2 separate regions of the Mus musculus genome follow, and region 2 is linked to region 1. A link is a contact called in public Hi-C data. All regions are on one chromosome and are shown on one strand. Each heading gives the region's core, a stretch centred on a gene start, on an enhancer-like site or on the middle of the called end of the contact. The rest is flanking DNA. Distances are from core to core; before and after follow the strand shown. Region 1 has its middle 280 kb from the start of Gm4719. Region 2 overlaps Nrxn1 (neurexin I).

Region 1 (2,708 bases), core at 97-2,596:
GGACACTTGGAGTCAGAGTAGACAGAGAGGTATGAGAGATTTAAGAAAAGAGAAATGGTTGGTCTGGTGTGTAGAGTGACTAAAATTGAGGTTATTGAGAAATTATTGTTACCAGCATTGTAGACATCCAGGGTATAAACACAGAACTGCCTCTGTCATCTGTGGGACTTCCTTGCCCCATTTAGAGTTTGAACCCCAAACCACTTCCCATTAAATAATTTAAAATTGCCACTTCTCCCCTGCCCCTTGCACTTTTCCCACACTCATGTTTCTGTGAGAAAGCTTGGCCATATCACAGTGTACATTTATGCTATTTTTTTTTGTTTGTGTTTGACCTCCTTCTCTGGAATTAAAGCTCTAGAAAGATCAGGATTTGGATCATTTCTAGGACCTAAAACACCTTTAATGATTAGAGATTTGTGTAGCAAAAACTACTCTTAGTATTAAGTACATTTTTTTTACTTTCTCTAATAAGTTGAAGATGACAATCCTAAAGAACCAGCAAGACCTCCTAATATTGTGCAGTTTTGTGGATGGTTGGGCAGCCTAGCATAAATATACAAAGGTATTACTAACTGAACATGTTCATAATAGAAAGCTAAATAAATGAAAACTGTAAATCAGTCCTTCACTGTAATTTAGATTAAATGGGACACTGCCTATGTTTCAACTATTATAAAGTTAATAATTAAATTCTTCTGAGCTGAGTAGTGTGATTTTTTTTTTTGTTCTTTTGGGAGGTGGCCAGACTCATAACATTTTCAGCTGTGTCCATTTTGTATACTGTCACTTTCTGCACTTTCTCTTTTCAGGGTTTTAGAGCCAACTGCTCTACCATCTTGCTATGCATTCCCATCCCATAATTTGCTGCTTCTATGTATTTTTAATCGACCAGAAAGAGTTCATGTGAAGTTGTAGACATGAAACAAGGAGTACAGGGCCTCATGTGTAGGTGAAGTCACACTAGCTTTTGTTATTGTCACTGTCCACTCCTGTGCTTAATTGGATTATAGACAAATGTAATAGTGGACTGGGAAGTCCCATAATCCTAGTTATGCGCTGTTGGGGGCCTTTTGTTCTCATGTTACTTTTTCTGTTTATATGGCCAGCTCTGGGCAGAAGAGAGTTAAACACATGATACTATCAAATACATGCATAAGGAGAGGATTTCAGTCAAAGGCCTCCGATCAAAACAGCCCTTAAGACAATGTTCCATTTGAAGGCAAGTTCATGAAGCAGAAAGTGACCAGATTTACTAAACAAAAGAGTGCATTGGAGAGGTTTTAAGGATAATGCAAAGGTCTATGATAACTCATGAATAACTCGCCTGACCTAGATTTAAGTAGCACAGATGATTCATGCTGACATAGACATTTGGTTATTTAACCAAATGCATTGTATAAGCATCTCATTTCTACACTATACTTTTAAAAAAGCATAAGCATTTCAGATTAAGAAAATAAAAGTTATTTTAACGGCCGATGATGTGAACTGTTAAGAGTCACAGCCTATGCTTTCTGCATCTGAGTCTCTTCTGTAGGAAACCAATTTCTTAATGCCCAAGTCCCACAGCACATTGCAGCTCCATTAAAATCTGAGAAAAAGGTCCCATTCTGCCAGTAGAGGGCAGCATTACCTAGTCAAGTGTTAAGTGGGCACCAGAACAGATGGGCAGATGGTGCAGAATTTAGAATGCAGAATGGGTGGCTACCTACTGCTCCTCATCCTTGAGTCACCAGACCACAAGTGCTTCTCCACAAAATAGCAATCTTAAGTAATAGTGGAAACGCTCTCCCTCCTCACTGCCACTGTTCCCAAAATGGTCACATTACTCATTTCTGTTGGAATAGGAACAGGAATTTAAACTTCTACAATCTGTGTTGTTTTCTGAAATTTAAAGTTTGTTCTATGAATACATTCATTTATATAAAATACAGCAGCTTGTCTATACATATTTGAACATTTCAAAATTACAGTTGAAAGTAGCGGATTTTTTTTTCTTCTGCAAAAATATTTAAGAAGTATTTATAAAGTTTGATTATGTTTAATATCATGTTGAAACATGAAAACTTAATTGCACATTTAATATAGAAATAGTCAAAGTCATCGGCTGTCACAGACCATTTTTAAAAAAAACCTAGCTGTGTAATGTTTAACCACAATAATCTGTGAAGTCCACTTGTTCTGCCTGTAATATTTGGATGACTCTCTTTACAGTGGTCCCCATGTGGGTCACAGAAGCTGCTGTAGCAGGACATATCTCATGACATAAGATTGATTCCCATGAATAAGGTAGGAGGATTAGATAGTTTAACATTCTGTCTAGAGAATATAAAATATTCAATGGGAGATATGAAAACAGATGTTGAAAAATTGACAAAATACATGATATAAGAAGCCAGTATGAAATAGTTAATGGAAAAGTCTTTGAAATCTTTCATTTAACAATGGAGGAAGTGGAAGAAAGATTAGGCAACACATATTGAAGTGTATTAAAATGCTAAAGGCACTGTGCACATGAATGGAGTTATGTAGATCATCATTCAAACCTTAGCATTCATGGTCACCTTGTGTCTGTGCCCTTGGCTACCTTAGCAAGACAGCTTGGTGGGATGTTTCACATTTTCTTCTTCCTTTGACCTTTATTAAAGAAAAAAGTCCTACTTGTCATTTTTTTCTATTAATATAATTCTGAAACCTAAAGTTAA
Region 2 (2,856 bases), core at 126-2,625, 800 kb after region 1:
TGACTACTACATATGGATAAACTTTGTAGGATTTTGTTTATCATTGTGTTTGGAGATTACCTGTTTTCTAAGAGAAATTATATTTATTTTTCTAAAGATTGATATTTTCTGAAAGTATGGACTTTTAGAGCTAAGGTATAAACATGATGATTGGACTTTAAGTGCTCTGGCTCCTCCTAGCTGGCCCCTCCCCCCCCATATATTCCCTTACACTGTAGCCCTTAATGGTACCTGGTACACAAACAAACATAGATACTTTTTCATTTATGGCATATGTACTCAGCAAATAGGTAAACAATCTAAAGCATAAATATATTACTCTTTTGGGACAAACTCAAAATTTCTCTAGGCTGTCAGGATTATTTAGAACATAAATGTTTCAAAAATGTGTTTCAACACTATTCACTGACCATCTTCTTCAGAACATATCAGTGATGTCTTTGCTTACAATGTCAACAGCCCAAGTGTGGAGTAACAAAACCTGTTCCAAACATTCAGAGTTAAATGTCTCCAGTCACCTATAGTAATCAATAACCAGAGCGATCTTCACCCAGGCAGAACATAGTGAAGATTTGCTAATCAATTCTCTTGGTTGTGATCGAAAATAAGTCAGAAAGTTTCTATCAACAAGCATGTTACAGTCCACAACAGAGTTATTGATGACACCAGTGGGGCACCAACTGAGTGTGTCTACATGCAGCACACAGAGGTGTTAAGATAGACTAGACACAAAACTGGTGGCTGGATTATTCATAATGAATTCTACTCCAAAAGACCCCATGAAGCCACATGGAGAACACTCTCTACCTCTGAGATCATACAATCACTTTGGGCTATGGGGTCACAAATCTCTGACTGTAATCTCTTTTTCACTCTGATCAGAGATTGGCTCTATTTCTTGGCCCATCTTTGACACGACATGTCTCAGTAGCCTCGCACACACACACACACACACACACACACACACACACACAAAAGATATTTAAGCTCCCTTTAGAACTTTGTCATATGCCTTGAAAGTACTTTGGAAGAATATGTTACAAATTCCAGCTATGAATTTTATCTTTATTTAATGTCATTGAGTTCCCTTAAACACAAACCTAGCTTTAAAATTCGTTCACTTCTCCCCTTGAAGAAACCATTTTGCTCTTTAATAGTATAAGCTCATCACAGTAATATAATTTCCAGAGTTCATATTTGCGGGAAGAGATGAACTGACTTTAGTTGCTAAGATCTGTGAATGTTTTCTCCTTTCTGTATCTTCTGAAAATATTGAGAGGCTTTAAGCTAATTTTCTAAAGTATGCAGAACATTGGTGCTTAGGAATGCTGGGAGCTGAGCAGGGAACCTGAGCATAGCACTGACATCATTCTCTGCTCCACACATATGGCACAGCACAAAAGCAGTACTGGCTGAGCACACGGGTCTATTCTGGACTCCAGTTGGCTTTAATTATAAGCAGCCTTGCTTCTTATCATTTACAGTTACATAGTTCTCCACTGACTTAACTAAAAAAAAAAAAATTTATACAGAAGTTGTTTCACCATCTATGTTTTTAAATTCATACAAAATTGGGGAGGGGAGAGGCAGAAACTGTCTCCAAATCTGCTTCTCATATATATGCACTTAAGAAAATCCTCACCACAATCTTTGCAATTGGGTCAGCTTACACAAAGACATGTGTGGTAGACATGAGCTCCCTCTGCACCCGCAAACCTTGTAAGTGACACCTCATAATAGTGCAAATGAAGCATAGCATGAAAAAACATGAAGAAGAATGAACCTGGATCCAGCAGTTTCTAAAACATAAGAGACTAAATTTTCTCCCTTAGAATATGCTACCCAAGCTTTCCTTTCCTTACATACACTTAACATATATGTACGTACTCCTTATTAAAAAACAAACAGTCTTATGCTTCTCGGAAACTCTAAGACAACCAAACAGGCTCATGTATTTATCCACACATGCACATTTGCAAGAGTCACAGATTTTAAATGAAGCCTCCTTTTTAACTTGCCTTCATTTCCTAGTAGGAATTCATCACACTGTCATTTACCTTTTTGCTTTGCTTTCTCTCTCATCCATTAGGCTCAGCAATTCTTTCCTTGTGAGCCCTTTGTCCTAATAATTAGCTAAATATTCATCAAGCTTATTGACCCAACAAATTCGACTTCACCTCTTTCTATTAGGTTTCTCTCAAGCTCCCACCCTACGAGCCCTGCTCTGGGGCCCTCTGCTCTCCTTGCACACCCTGGTTTCGGAGTGCACCACCCTCAGACACCGATTTTTTCAGCCTAATGTTCTTAGCTTGCTCTCTATAGAATTGTCTCTTTTCTAGAGAAGGGAGGGGAGACATGTGAAAACTTCACACCTGTATTTTATTTAGGACCTTAAATTCTGACTGGTGAGTATGTAGGAATGGAGGGAGGTTTTACAAACAAATGTGGCCACATAAATAGCATTCTCTGAAAGAAAGAAAGTTCTCTGACCCTAAAGAATAATGCCTACTGTGGCCCATTCACTGTCTCTACCTGCCCATCTTGATTTCTCCTTTTCAATGATAGATGAGCCTGATTTTTCATTCACATACAGACAATCAGTCTATTCTGGAGGGAAATAAATGTTACCAAAGACCAGCAGAGGGCATCTGCCTGGGGTAGAAGCTACATTTGTAAAGGAGTGTCAAATTGCTACAGGGGCCCTTTTTGTCCTGTCACCTCCACAAGCCCTGTCCACATTCTCAGACCTTACCACTGGGTCACTCTGCAGAGTCAGACCCACAAGAAACTTATGTGCATATGAGATAATTAGCTCATAGCGCCCCACTGCTACAATTAGCCATCCCACACCCTCAC

Evidence for each region. A called contact is a pair of places that touch in the nucleus more often than the background predicts.
Region 2: a Hi-C map of cortical neurons shows a contact between it and region 1, with 4 times the contacts expected there. The contact joins two enhancer-like sites. A contact is called at or near these places in 1 of 15 datasets of contacts at CTCF or cohesin (large pre-B cells), 16 of 484 Hi-C or Micro-C datasets (the C10 cell line, cerebellar granule neurons, cerebellum and 7 more), 16 of 115 datasets of contacts at active chromatin or transcription factors (the 230-238 cell line, SST interneurons, astrocytes and 11 more) and 1 of 9 other capture datasets (embryonic stem cells).

What each region holds. Positions count from the first base shown.
Region 1 is chr17:89,652,940-89,655,647 of GRCm38.p6, forward strand. No RefSeq gene overlaps it. Among named protein-coding and RNA genes, the nearest start is that of Gm4719, 280 kb to the left of the region's middle. Within about 2 kb of position 1,347, at least 16 of the 459 cell types and tissues checked have an H3K27ac peak or open chromatin away from gene starts, as enhancers often do. A contact at or near this core is called in cerebellar granule neurons and cortical neurons, where this site is marked.
Region 2 is chr17:90,450,211-90,453,066 of GRCm38.p6, forward strand. The region is part of intron 17 of Nrxn1 (neurexin I); the gene reads right to left. Among named protein-coding and RNA genes, the nearest start is that of Gm32337, 10 kb to the right of the region's middle. Within about 2 kb of position 1,376, at least 9 of the 459 cell types and tissues checked have an H3K27ac peak or open chromatin away from gene starts, as enhancers often do. A contact at or near this core is called in cerebellar granule neurons and cortical neurons, where this site is marked.